Regions from separate parts of the Mus musculus genome. Here region 1 is linked to region 2. The links are chromatin contacts, called in public HiChIP or PLAC-seq maps. All regions are on one chromosome and are shown on one strand. The core of a region is the stretch at or near the end of the contact, and the rest is flanking DNA. Distances in the headings are between cores, read along the strand shown.

What was found. HiChIP or PLAC-seq counts read pairs in DNA pulled down with a chosen protein or histone mark.
Region 1: a contact with region 2 is called in an H3K27ac HiChIP or PLAC-seq map of embryonic stem cells, with 7 read pairs. The contact joins the promoter of B230206L02Rik here to the enhancer-like site in region 2. A contact is called at or near these places in 1 of 39 promoter capture datasets (embryonic stem cells), 1 of 115 datasets of contacts at active chromatin or transcription factors (embryonic stem cells) and 3 of 9 other capture datasets (adipose tissue, liver and pancreatic islet).

The regions. Positions count from the first base shown.
Region 1 is chr11:94,131,293-94,134,781 of GRCm38.p6, forward strand. It overlaps B230206L02Rik (RIKEN cDNA B230206L02 gene), which reads left to right and starts at 2,164. Exons shown (of 4, transcript NR_167701.1): 1 at 2,164-2,263.
Region 2 is chr11:94,045,877-94,049,607 of GRCm38.p6, forward strand. Spag9 (sperm associated antigen 9) reads left to right here. Exons shown (of 29, transcript NM_027569.3): 5 at 2,532-2,682. Among named protein-coding and RNA genes, the nearest start is that of Gm38951, 27 kb to the right of the region's middle. Within about 2 kb of position 1,680, at least 16 of the 459 cell types and tissues checked have an H3K27ac peak or open chromatin away from gene starts, as enhancers often do. A contact at or near this core is called in embryonic stem cells, where this site is marked.

The DNA.
Region 1 (3,489 bases), core at 914-3,413, 86 kb after region 2:
CACTGTCCCTCCCCAGCTCCGGGCCGGGCCGATACAGATAAAAGACTAGAAGATGAGGGTGGCCTGCTGGCTGCAACACTGAAGCAAGCTGGTAGCCATGCCCCCGTACCTCCCTCCCACATCACTCACACACACACACACACACACACACACACACATACACACACACACACACACACACACACACACACACACACAGTGGCAACATAATGGAAAGAAAGGTAAAGATTAAGCGCCATGGAGCAAATTTCCATGAAATGGATGTGACCCCAAACAGAGGTGACCCCTGAGGCTAGTGGCTTTTCTAGAACTCCAGACCCCTCAGATCCTCACCTGCACTCAGGCACTCAGGGCTTCTCCTTCCTCCAGGGGTCCATCACCATGGTGAGGAATGCGATGTCCTCAAGACGAGACAGAGGGTGAGCCTGTATGAGTCCCCAGCCCCACAAGGTAGGCAGTTCCAGAATGGGATCTCAGGGTCACTGTCAGTTACCTCGGGGCAGACACCTGGGTTATCTGAGAGGCTCTGATACCAAGGCTGTATAAGACACCCTAGCAGAGCTCTAGAGGTCAGGCGGAGACCCTAGAGACCATTTGGGGACACCAGGGAGTCTCAGGGCACTGGTTTACATAGGAATGGTGTTTGTAGAGGCCAAAGGAGAACATGTGACCACTAGACAGTGCTGCAGAAGCTTCCTGGCCCTGACAAGGTATTCCTGCCTCTGCTCCTCAACAAGTTCACCTCCCTCCCGGGGCTGCAGGCTGAATCTAAGGAGAGCTGAGAGAGCCATTTTGTACCTCACTGCTCTCAGCTTTCCCCTAATGAATTCAGTGCCAGGGACTACATGCAGATCCAGTGGACAACAAGGCTCATGAAACAGGATGGGGAGTGTCCAGGTCTGGGTGTCTTTCCAGGGCCTCTTTGTCCTTGTTGAAAGAGTTGAGAAGTCAGCATGGACTATTCTAGAAACTTCCCTGGGCTGGGCAGGGGGACAAGAACCCAAAGATCATTACAAAAGCTGGAGGTCAGGCCTGTGCCTGTCAGCTGGCTGGCCCGTCTTCAGTTCTGTCCTGAGCCCTAAGAGGCTTAGAGCATCATGTTTGGTCCTGACCCACTAAAAATGTCTAGCGGTACCCACTCTCCATTTGTGACAAGAGAAACGGGTTCTAGATGCTGCTAAGTGTCCGCTGGGAATACAAAAGCAACCATCCACTTGAGAGCCATGGCCTTAGAGGACAGGTGACAAGGACTCCAGGAGGGTCCATCCACCTCATGCTAAAAGCCTTTTCACCAGCAGTTCTTGCTGTGGCCTCTTCAGGGAAATCTGGTAATGATTATGACCTAGGCAGGTCTCCTACCATTCATCTGAAGGGAGTGTGTGGAATTCAAGTCCTATCCACAGGGTGAATGAAGGGAACATCTTCCCACAGGGAAGAAGGCCTGGATAACAGCAAGCTGGGGTAGCCTGTACTTCACTTCCTGACCCTAAGAAGTACATGGCCACTAAAGGTACAAGGCCACTCAGGGCAGCTGAGTTGCACCAGAGACCCCTACCCTTTGGAACTTCTGGAATGAGGCCTTGCCCCTCAAGCAGGTGGCTGTATGCTCAGCCCCATTTGGAACCTTGCACATGGCTTCCCTGACTCAGACTGCTGTATGTGACCTGTGCTTGTCACATCTCAAGATTACTTCCTATGGCTAATGACCTGGACACCTGGCAGGTGTCCCTCCCCCTGAAGGCAGGGGATGGGCCTAATGAAGCCAGCGGCAGCTTTTAATTGTGGGTTCTAGAGTGGAATGATGGGGGAGGGAGACACACTAAAACTTCCAGGAGCTTCCACATCCTAGCTGGCTCTGCAGTGTATTGTAAAGACACTTGGTATTCAATGCCCCTGTCAGGTCTCAGTTCCTTGTTTATAAAATAGAGGCTTTGGAGAACAGGGTGTGTAAAATTTTCCTGTGCCTAGGAACATCCTACATGATAGGGTTTTCAGGTACATTCTGTCACTTGGGTCACACATTATCCTACCAAATGACTATTCTCACTCTCAAGTTATAGCCAAGGAAGCTGAGACTTGCCCCAGGTTACAAAGTCAGCAGGTGTTGGGTCATGTGATCGGGTCTGGCCCATAGGTGGCGCTGTTGAGCACTCCAGTGGCTCTGTAAAAAGGCCAACTCGCTGGAGGACGGAAGGGTGGCCTGAAGACTGAGGAGGGGCAGGTCAGGTGCCCAGTCCAGAGAGGAGGAGTTGAAGATGACAAGGTTCGGAGCTCCAGGGACTGGGTGGTGGCAGTGCTATTAATGGAAACAGGGAAGTCCGGAGGAGGAGCAGGTTTGGGCCCAGGAGGCGGAGTTCATCCTTAGACATGTTGACCCTATTATGCTAACAGTGGGCTATTTCGGCTGAGGTCTAGCCACAATTCAAGGAGGAAAAAATTAAGGCTTAGTAAATATTCTTGACCAAAGCCAAGCTGCTCTTGCTATGTCCCATGTTCCCTGGCCTGGGCCTCAGGCTGCAGTGTTAGGATGGCAGCAGCCTAGCCCCAGCCCCAAGTTCAAGCCCTAATCCAGCCGCTGGGGGTCGCCACTGTGCACAGACTGGCAGAGCTGCCAAGGTGTGCCAACCGAGAAGAGGGTTTGGAGCCAGGATTCCCCTCACAGGAGACAGAGGTCTCTTCCCTCTTTGTAGAGGTAGCAGAGGCTCACGAGCAGAACCGAGTATCAGGCAGGTTAAGCTTTCCCCAAGAGCCTGATTAACCTTCTCCATCAGGTCTCGGTGACCTTGGAGCCAGGAGGGAAAAGCCACAGAGCCCCCTCACCTCTGGTGCTTTGAGAACAGCTCTCCCAGTTGCCCGGGGCGGGGGGCGGGGGCGGGGGGGACACAGTGTTCAGGGCTCTAGTGACCTCGCTGGGAGCAGGATCCCAGCTGTTTCAAGCCTCCACATGTCTCCCTTGACATTTGCGTCAGCAACTCTGCCCTTTGACCTTTCACTCCCCAGAGAGGACGGTGGAGGCAATCGGGACTAATTATTTGCAGTTCGGTGTGTCCAGCAGTTTATTGGGGTTTGACCTGGCTCTCTGGTCTCCCCCACCCCAGCTTTATGGTCTTGGTCTCCCGAGGAAGTTAAAGAACCAAGGGCAGGAGTGGTTCCTCTTGGCCTCCTGGTGTTGAGAGCCAGGTGGGAAGGTACGCTTGTAAAAGGGCTTGGAGAGGTGTCCCCACGCAGGCACGCACGCCCAGCGCAAACTCTGCCCCCCACACCCTTGGGCCAGCCTCCTGCTGTGCTTGGACTTGTTGGGACATGTCCCCAAGTGGACTGGGGCCAGGAGAAGGGGATGCCAGTCTCCTGGCTGCTTGCCCAGGCTGGAAGGGGGTGGAGGTTGCAGGACTCCGAAAGAGCTGGGGGTGGGGCAGGTGCGGTGGAGTCCATGGGGCTCCCTAGGCCCTGGGCCCATGAGGTATCTGGTTCCCTCTATATTTGGCCTTG
Region 2 (3,731 bases), core at 430-2,929:
AGAAGTATTGCCATACAGTAACTAAGACTTTGGAGTTACCTTGTCCCATATATGCAGCCTTTGGTGATTTGTTTAATCTCTTAGGTTCCTTCTCTTAAGGTATTTTACCTCAGTGACTGATTTTAAAAAATCAAGCGAGCTATTTTTTGCACTTCATTACAGTTGCAAAATATATGATCCATTATATAAGTAAGTCATTTGTGTACCTCACATTTTTAGTAGAAGTGACTTTTAATCTTAGTCCTGCTGGTTACTAATATATAAAGCCTTAGAACATCATCTTCCCTATTGTAAAATCTGGAAAAGCAGTCCTGTTTCCTGGTTGGTTAGACCAGATAAAGCACATCAGTTTATCTGGCTCAGTTCTTTCAGGTATAGCCAAAAGGCTATCTGAAATACATATTTTCAAAAATCATTAGTACACATAAGCTGGTATTTAAATAACCAACTAAAAATCAATATATACAACTGAAGCTACTAGCTAGAGACTATAACAAGATTCAGACACTTGTCAGCCTTGCTTCTGTTAGGGAGTCAGTGGCTGGACAGCGAGAGCAGGTGCTTCAGTGTAGGGACTGAAATCTGCCACTTGGTATTTTTCTACAGGTTCTCCTTTTTTTTTTTTTTTTTTTTGGTTAACTTTTCTGTGATTTTTATTGAAGCATATAATACAAACAGCATCAAACATGCATGACAACAAAGCTCAAGACTAGTGTTTGCCTTTCACGAACTTTGTTTTGAGAGTAGAATATTGTCAGACTTATGTAACTGCATCTCTTGCCCCCATCAGCTATCTAATTGGTCAGTCCGCAGAGGAAGAAGCACATGGTGATGCTAATTTTCTAGATCTGGAGCAGAGAAACTCCAAGCATATTTGACCCCCTCCTAGAGATCTGTTTTTCTCAAAAAAGTGATAAAAGCAAAATAGAGAGTTGGGCGTATAGATGGAATAGGAAAGGAAGCTTGGGTTTAAAGAAGACTGCGCACTCCATATGTGTGGAAAGGAGTTTATGTGGGAAGATGGTGCCAGTGATGGGCTTGTATCTCAGGAAATCTGCGCTATCTTCCTAGCTTTATATTAGATAGACTCTGATTAAATTCCTACTTGCTTCTCCCTTAAGGCATGAAGGCTTGTTAGATAAAAGTCAGATAGTAGTTTGGGAATTTCTGTTCCCAAAGTAAGTTTTTCAAAATTGGGAATAGACAGCAGGCTAGCAACTTTTCATTCTGTTAACTAAAGGAAACCAAAACACTTGGCTATCATTTAATGAGAAAAAAAGAGGATTGCAGTTTAAGAACAAAGAAGCAGAAATGATGTAGTTTAAAGTAAAAGCTAATAAGTCTCAAGAAGAAACAAGTTCTATTGCCTGGAAATAGAAACGTGTAATGTGCAGTATACTCTCTATTAGGAAAAATAAAACTCTTTGTCACTGACTTGTGAAATAGCTGACTAGTGTTTACTTGTTTCAGATTTAGATTTATTTACTACTTATTGGAGTATGAATGTGGAGGTCAGAAGACAGCCTGTAGGAGCTGGTTCTCTCCTTCTGCCATGAGGGTCCTAGAGACTGAACGCAGGTGTCAGGCTTGGTGCCAATTGCCTTTATCCACTGAGTCATCCCTCCACCTTCTTTGTAATGTTTTGGAGACAGGCTCTAATGTAAACAGGCTGGGCTCTATTGTGCTTTGTGTACAAGGATGACCTTGAACTCCTCCTCCTGTCTATCTCCTACGTGCTAGGACTCCATCACTCCCAGTAAAGAAAGACTTGGAAAAGAGCTGCTCTTTTTTCCTAACAGAAGTTTTCTCATCTGCACTCTGCCTAAAAGAACTACTGTAATATGATTTGTAGAAAACCAGAACTTAAATAAAAATGTTTTGGATTTTTACTGTTGAATAGTATCCCTGTTTCAAAGAGTATATTCATTTTCCTCTAGGCAGAAAAGGCCTACTGTAAAAACACTGTAGCTTGAGGAAGTGGAAAACTAGGAACAGGGACTGGGGAGGCCTTTGCCTGTTCCTTATGACCACTAACCTCCATGGCTAACACTCAGCAGCTCTTCTCCATGTTTACCACACCAGACCACCATCAAGTTCTTGGCAGAGGCAGCTGTGGTAATGCATGCCTGTACTCTCAACATACAGCGGGCTAAGGCAGAGGATCTCCAGTTCAGGGTCAGGCTAGGCTAAGTTCTGAGACCTCACCTATGAACAGCTCCAAACTTGGCAGGTGAAAACAGTGTCTAAACAGTTTTTCCACACTTTTCTTAACTTGTGGAGCCAATGTAAAGCTTTGAGGCTGTTTTTTCTCTTTGGTATATACTTATTTAGGTGTGCGTATAGGATTATGTAGGAGAGCTGATTGCAGATTGAGAATAAGCTTTCTACAGCCAGGGGAGACCCTGACCTTGTTATCCCCTTGCCTCATCTTCCAAAGAGCTGGGATTTTTCTATCCACAGCCCAGGCTTAAAATCACGACAAATAAAAAACTAATGAGAATGTTTCATTTTTTTCTCCCCTCTTCAAATAGAAAAGAACGTCCTATATCATTAGGGATTTTCCCTCTACCTGCTGGAGATGGATTGCTTACACCTGACACTCAGAAAGGAGGCGAGACCCCAGGATCAGAGCAATGGAAATTTCAAGAATTAAGTCAACCACGTTCTCATACCAGCCTGAAGGTAAGCTTTATTTTAACAGTACATTTTATAAGCATTCTTATTCAAATAGAAGTCCCAGAAAACCAAAGGATAATCTAATAGTTTAGGGCTGCCCAGATAGTTTACTGGGTGAAAGTGCTTATCACCAACTCTGACAGTCCCCATCCTCAGGACCTACATGATAGAAGAGAGAACCAACTCCCGATTATCCTCTGACCTCTACAGAACCACAGTGACTGTAGTTCACACCTTGTTCAACCGCACACAAATAAGTAAATAAATCTAAATTTAAAAAATAGTTTATATATTTTTTAGTTTGAAAGTATCTTAAAAACAAATCGAGATGGGCTTTTCCCAGGGTATGTTCTTGCTAGTTAATTTGAAATTACATAGGAAAACAAAGCCAAATAGTGTTACATCTTTACTTTAGTTAGAGTTATCGGTGCTGCGGTGAAGCACCAGCTGGGAAGGAAAGGTTTATTTGCCTTATGCATCACTGTTCATAATCGAAGGAAGTCAGCGCAGGAACCTGGAGGTAGGAGCTGATGCAGAGGCCATGGTGGGGTGCTGCTTACAGGCTTGCTTCATATGGCTTGTTCAACCTGCTTTCTTATAGAACCCAGGACCACCAGCCCAGGGGTAGCACCACCCTCAAGGGCCTGGGCCCTCCCCCATCCATCACTAATTAAGAAAATGCCCTACAGGATTGCCTACAGCCCAATCTTAATGGAAGCATTTTCTCAATTTAGTCTACCTCCTTTCTGATGACTCTAACTTTGTCAAGTTGATATAAAACTAGCCAATATAATCTTGCTTAGTAGTCTAATGACAAGGATTTCTTTTATATTTAGTGTACCTGATATGAATCTAGAATTTAGGGTCTAGTGATGTGAGGAACTAATTGGGATTTTGTTTTGTTTGTGTTTGGTTTTTTATTTTTGTTTTTATGGTTACTGGGGATCAACTTAGGGTCTTGTGACTACTTTTGGAACCCTATATTCAGAAATTCTAACTATTTATTTTTAGTGTGACTGTTGCTGGTGGAGCACACTTGTGGAAGTCAGGAAACA